Linked DNA regions of Rattus norvegicus: region 2 is linked to region 1. Evidence: chromatin contacts called from public Hi-C data. All regions are on one chromosome and are shown on one strand. The core of a region is the stretch at or near the end of the contact, and the rest is flanking DNA. Distances in the headings are between cores, read along the strand shown.

Region 1 (3,299 bases), core at 570-3,069:
TGTGCAAGGGCTGAGGAGTGCTTCGTCTCCGGAGCCCTGCCAGATTCTCTCTGCCAACTCTGCTTCAGAGAGAACGGAGATTGATTGGCCCCAGGCCACCAGGAGCGAGGGCCGGGAGCTGTGCGGCTACTACGCGGCTCTCTGCTGCCACCATCAGGATACAAAGGTACTGCCGCCGAGCCTCCGGCCTACCCCTGGTCATTACTCACCAGTGGGTGCTCTGCATTTTCACAGAACAGTTTGGAGGCTTTCCTGAGCTCCCTGGCCTGTCTCACACAGGCACCCCTGTGAGAAGATGGACCATTAGGGAGGGTTGGCTAAGGAAGCCAGAGACTCACAAGTATGTTGCATTACCAACGCAAGTCCAGCCTGACAGGGCAGAGGAGAGCCAACCCCTGACCTTGATACTTGCCCCAGTTCAGGGCTTTTTCCAGACTCTGGACCATTAATCCAATATTCCAAGGGATGACGTGTTAATAGGACCCATAACTCTTAGCTCTGTTCATTGTCCAATGAATGTTAACCATGAACACAAGCACAGATTGTGTCTCTATGTACATTGTATGGGTGTGCGCAGGATTTAAGACTTTTTCATTACCACATAAGAAAACCTAGGTTAGATTGATTCTTACTGTGAAGCAGAAAAGATTGACAGAAAAGGGAAGTGTAGCGAGGTGGGTGGTCTCTTTGGAATTATGGGCCAATGGGAGGAGGTGAGAACAAGGGCTGTCCATAAATTGTCACTCTGGCTGTAACCCACTCAAGCTAAAATATAGCTATCTCTGGTCTTCAGGATAGAACTAGACCTCTTAACACCTAACCCCCACATGCTAGGCTGAGGAGCCAGACACTGAACCCCTTTAGTTGCGGCCTTATAACCAGCCCAGTACCTGAAACCTACCCCAATCCCTGTCTTCTGTCACTCAAATCCTTTATGGAGTACCCCGCAGCACTAAACCTGGCTTGTGGAATCAAACCACGCCTGCCCGCAAATCCAGCCCTCGCCGCTCTTAACTGTGGACTTCACCAGCATTCGCACCTCTTCTCTTGGATGAAAGAGACGTCTGCTGTGTCAGTTCAGGTCATTCAGGAGACAGACGCCAAGACCGTAGCAGGCATGCCAGGCAGCTCTACTATAAAACACCCGGGGAGAGCTGGAGTAAGCGAGGCAAGCCTACATAGCAGCAGTGCGGGCTTTGAGACAGAGAGGATGATGGGAGATAGAGGGTGGAAATGTCCGAGTGTTTCTGCTGGGTCGCTGGGAGCCTTGAGCTGTAGAGGGATCCCAAGGGATCCTATGCTCTGCGGGCTCTGCCTTAGTCATCCATGGTGCAGGCATTCAGAAAGCATGGCACAGAGAGGACTGCGCATGCTCTGCCGGCCCTGCAGTGGTCATTCAAGGTGCAGGCATCCCGGAAGCATGGCACAGAGAGGACTGCGCATGCTCTGCCGGCCCTGCCGTGGTGCAGACATCAGGGGTGGAGGTGACTCTGAAGGAGCAGCAGGATTTGGGCAGAGCCACCACTCCTGCTTGCCTCCAAGACCCATGAAAGTCAGTGAAGATGCATTTAGGGTCTTATACCAGGGTCTGCCGTGGGGAAGGAGCTCAGTAAGGAGGGGTGGCTATCACTCATCCCGTGCGGATTCACAGTGCACTTTCTGACAGGCCCAGCAGCTGGCAATGCAGCAGGTGTTTGGAAAGGTCGTCTCTTCTGGGGGAACCTACAGGCTCTGATCGCTTCTCAGAACCCACAGAGTCCTGTGGTGTGAACACAGTACACGGGGTGCCAGCTTCGTACCAGTGACCTTTCTTCCTGTCACTCATCTGATGAGTCACAGAAGACTCATTACTGGGAAAGCCACGAGAGCTTGCTTAACTCTCAGGGCTGTTCTAGAACTGCGGGACAGAGCCCCCCTCCCCCATTCATTCCGTGTAGTCTTGGGGCTGTTACCTTTGGAAACACAGAGCACTTGATTCTTTGGCTAAGTGGACAAGTGGCTCACACCTTGTAGCCACTGTGCAGCTTACAAAGGGCTTCCAAGGCCATACTGCGTGTCCCTCCAATGTTCAAGAGGGACTGGAGGCAATAAGCATCTACTCAAAGATTACCGAAACCCGTGGTCATGGCGGTATAATTAGCTGGGTGATCTCGATCAACGTCAGTGACCTTCAGTTACTTCTTCTGAACCGGGAAGAGCACTCTTGCCTTTCTCACACAGTGACCCTGCAGTCTGAAGAGGCCTATAAAGTACATGGCGTTGAGAGCATATTAGACTCCTTGAGTCCAAGCTGCACTTTTCTCTCTTGGATGAATGGTCAAAAGACCGAGGTTATAGTACTAAACACAACTAGAGACCCTCACACAGTCCCAGAGCCCAGTGTCCCTTTTCCCATCTCCCTTATAGGAGATGACACGTGGGAAACGCTAGGAAGTTCCCAAAAGAAGTGGATGCAAGCCGCCGAGTCTCCCACTGACAGGACCTCCACACATTCCGCAGACTCAGGCTTCTGAGTCGGGGCGCTGGGGACATAGCAGTAGGCACACCTCATCAGCAAGGCCTCGGGAAGTTTGTCTCTCAGGTTTCTACTCCCTACTTTTCAAACTAAGAGTAACCGTGGGGAAAAGTTGCCAGGAACTGGGCAGAATTCTGCTGCGCACAGGATTTCGTCTGGCCTGCACAGAGGCCGAGAGGTTATGCATCTTTACTCAGGCCTTGTGAGTAGTGTGTTGATGTCTGGGCTCTGATCCCAACTTTCACATCCTTCAGTCTCTAAGACCTCTGTCTCTTTGATCTTGCTTGCTTGCCTGTGACTACTCAGCGGGTCCAATCACAGAGTGTGCCCCCCCCCATATGTGGCTTTTAAGGACATCTTTCTCCCCGACACCCTGCTTGCTGTCTGTGGCACTGAAGTGTGTTGTGTGATGTCAGATACCCTCACAGGCCAGGAGGCGAAAAGTGACCGTTTGTCCCCGACAACTCCCACTTCAGCAGAGCTAACAAACCCCCCCCCCTTTCTCACTTCCTAAGTGTTTGTGTCTTCAGAGACTTGGCTCTACCGACTTCAGTCGCCCTGGCCATGTCCCCTGATGTGCCTGTGAGGAATAAAGATGCCAGGAAGGGAGGGAGGGAGGGGATCTGTGACAGCCAGCTGTGTCTTTCGGGCCATGGTGTCTCCGAGCAGAGGGAAAGAGCAGAAATGTCGTATCCACGCTGGGCTTCGCAGCCCTTTCTGCCCCTTCCCCTCCTTCAACCAGTGAAGGAAGGAAGGGCCGTGAGACAAAAGGAAAGACACAGCC
Region 2 (3,299 bases), core at 269-2,768, 190 kb before region 1:
GAGACCCAGTTAATAAATCTGTAAGCCTATATCATGCCTACATTAAAATATTCCCTAAAGACGAGATTCAGGAGGCTTCTATCCTAGTGAATGAATTGCAATATTTGGTGTATGCACAGTGGCAGAGAAAATCTAATCTACGCAAGCATACTCCCTTTTACTACCCTACGTATTTCTCGCATTTGATGCTTTCTGACCGTAGCCTTTGCAGTGAGCTAGTAAATGTTAGGGAGTGTGCCTTCCTGAGCTCTGGGAAAGTATCAGCATTGTGGAGATCCTTAGTTTGTCCCTGGTGCTGGGGAAACCTGGGAATTGTGGTTGGCACTTATAATGGAAGTGGTTGGTTGATACTGGGTCCTTCGACCTACAGAATCAAATGCTGACTCCAGGCAGTATCAGGGTTGACTAGAACGGTAAGACATTCAGCTGATGTTCACACAGAATCAGAGGACTGTTTCGAATGGGAAATACCACCCCCATCCTGGCTCTCAAAGGTACTGAGGAGAAGAGAGAGAAAGTATTTTTTTCTCCTTTTCCTTGCCACTCTCTGACTTGTGTGTTTGGAAGGAATCTTGGTGGGTTCCTATGGGTTCATGATTAGACCCTCTCTGTGATTTAAGTGTACCATGCAACACACTGCTATACCTTTTATTCATCAAGGTTATTTAATTCTATTCGATGTTTGTTCCTATTTGCACTTATTAAAATTAATATATTTCAATATCGTCTATCACCATTATTTTGAGACACACTTTTACATAGCCCAGTTTGGCCTCGAACTCACCGTGTGGCCAGGCCTGGTTTTGAACTCCTAATCTTCCTCTCTGCTCAGCTTCGTTTCTTTCCTTCAGTACTGGGCATTGAATGTAGGCTCCTCACATGTTAGATAGCACACTGCCTTGGAGTAATAGCCCCACCTTTGTATACTACCATTACATGTTTTGACTAGGGGGATGGAGAGATGGTTTAGCAATAAAGAACACTGACTGCTCTTCCAGAGGTCCTGAGTTCAAATCCCAGCAACCACATGGTGGCTCACAACCATCTGTAATGAGATCCGATGCCCTCTTCTGGAGTATCCTATGAGAGTAATACTTCCATATATAGAATAAATAAATCTTCTTAAAACATTTAATTGTATATATTTATTATATAATTTAATAAATAATATTTTGTATATATTTATGTTCTTGCTGCCTTTTGGACTGGTAGTTTTTTCTCCTTATTCTAACTTTCCCAGCTACTTGGTAGCCTATGTGCATTATGCCTACCCCTTAGAAGCTGCCCTCACTATTTAACTCATACTGTTTCTCGAATAATCTGGGGAGTAGCTCCAGTTTGCTATGAAGCTGCGGAAAGGTAGGCGGACATCCCAGGCTTAGACAGAGTTCAGGTTATTTGGAACTTTCTAACAGAAGTGTGTTCCTGCACGGCAGCAAGACCATCTGGGTCCCGTAGTTCCGGTCGCCAGGAGTAGTGTATTGCTTAGGACCATTCTGGGTGGAATGCATCTGGTGGGTCTTAAACTATGTCAGGCAGGGCCTGGCACCAGGGTCTGGCGGGAAGCCTCACATACTGTTCTAATGACTTCATCTGCTTAGAATTTGTGGGGAAACGATGCAGAAAAATCTAACCAGGGATGTTCTGGGCCAGTCATGTTGGGGATGCCTCAGTCATGTAAAATTGAGCTCCCCTGGAGCACACCTTAAAACATCTCTGTTTAATGGGCATGTTACTTTTCATGCTCTACAATGCAAGGACAATGTAAATCTCTCTAGTGTCTTTATTTTTCCGCCACAAATTGCACATCTTTAAATACCTATCTGTATACTATGTTCTCACTGTTATTTTCCCTCTGGAATCATTTTTCCTTTTTGTCCTTTTTCCTTCCTTCTTTCTTTCTTTCACTTTGCTTTAAAATATCTATTTTAGATTTCCTTAAGTAGATCTCTCTCTCTCTCTCTCTCTCTCTCTCTCTCTCTGTTTTTTACAGTAAACCTTATGGTACTTATCAGTGAGCGATACAAAGATAAAACATGCTCCTATAACATACACAGTTACAATGCAACTTAAGTATGAAATTAGAGGTCAGGAGGAAACATTGAGAGCAGAAGGGCTTCACAGCAGGGAATGCAGAGGACAGGAGAGAGAGAGAGAGAGAGAGAGAGAGAGAGAGAGAGAGAGAGAGTGTGTGTGTGTGTGTGTGTGTATGTACGTGCGCGTGCGTGCGTGCGTGCGTGCGTGCGTGCGTGCACGTGTATAAGATAATGGGAGGCTGTGAAAGCATTCACAGAACACTCATCATTCCTGGCAACTCTCTGGAGCTTAGGCATGACTTGGTGCCAGATGGATCTAAAGAGATAAGCTAGCTTGTGGGTTGTAAAGAACTTTAAACACTAAATAAAAGGAGCAGAGAATTGGGGCATCTTTCAAGCAGGAGGGCTTACAAGATTAGATGCATTATTTAGGGGTGGGATGTATGACCTCATGGAGGGTGTGAGGGAGTCGGTGGGTGTATGGAGGGGAAGTCAGGGGAGCTGGGGAGCTGTCCAAGTCAAAGCTATGATAGCAAAGAGGAAATCTGAATTCTCCAAATGATACCTCCCAGGTAAAGCACAGAGGATTGAAGGGTACGGTCCTGGGGACCCTATTGGATGATGAGCACAAGATGGGGTGTCTGTTCCTGTTTGGGGACAGAGATAATGCCAGCTCTGGTGGAACAGAGAATAGATCTAGTTGGTAACAGAGGTTTAACCTGTGCTCAGGACAAATAGCAGGCTGGTTTTACTGAGAGCAGACTTGCTCCTCTTGGAGATGCCGTCTGAGAACTCCTGTGACATTTTCTGAATGTGGGCTTTTACAACTGTGACTCCTAACTTCTGAATGAGAAGAGAGATCACCAGTTCAGGGTGCAGAGAATGGAGTTTCAGCAGCAAATGGATGTCATCAGTGACGAGGTTACCTTTCAGTGAAGTCGAGGGCAGTCATCAATGAACAGGGAGCTTTTGGTTGAAGTGAGGGCAGGGATTTGAGATGGAGTGCCACCTTCACTGCTGTTTCAAACTTATTGCTCCAAGAGTGGTCGCTCTGGGCAGTAAGAGGCAGGACCTCTTATTGGTCTATTTTTTTTTGCCTTAGCAGTGACAGATGTGACCCTGGGTGTCTAAGAATGTCTGGTACCTACCAGAGGAGAAAAAGAGATGGGAAAGCCAGAGAGAGATACAACGCAGAGTGAATGAAGAGGGGAGTGGGGAAGGTTCCTGGTTTAATTAAAAATGTTTTATTCCCAGGCCTTATGC

Evidence for each region. Hi-C and Micro-C count contacts between places; a contact is called where the count stands out from the background.
Region 2: a contact with region 1 is called in a Hi-C map of the A7r5 cell line, with 5 times the contacts expected there. The contact joins two enhancer-like sites. A contact is called at or near these places in 2 of 12 Hi-C or Micro-C datasets (the A7r5 cell line and mammary epithelial cells).

Annotation. Positions count from the first base shown.
Region 1 is chr8:112,952,566-112,955,864 of GRCr8, reverse strand. All of the region lies in intron 4 of Tmem108 (transmembrane protein 108), which reads left to right. Among named protein-coding and RNA genes, the nearest start is that of Bfsp2, 12 kb to the right of the region's middle. Within about 2 kb of position 1,819, at least 7 of the 93 cell types and tissues checked have an H3K27ac peak or open chromatin away from gene starts, as enhancers often do. A contact at or near this core is called in the A7r5 cell line, where this site is marked.
Region 2 is chr8:113,144,745-113,148,043 of GRCr8, reverse strand. All of the region lies in intron 2 of Tmem108 (transmembrane protein 108), which reads left to right. Among named protein-coding and RNA genes, the nearest start is that of Tmem108, 93 kb to the left of the region's middle. Within about 2 kb of position 1,518, at least 7 of the 93 cell types and tissues checked have an H3K27ac peak or open chromatin away from gene starts, as enhancers often do. A contact at or near this core is called in the A7r5 cell line, where this site is marked.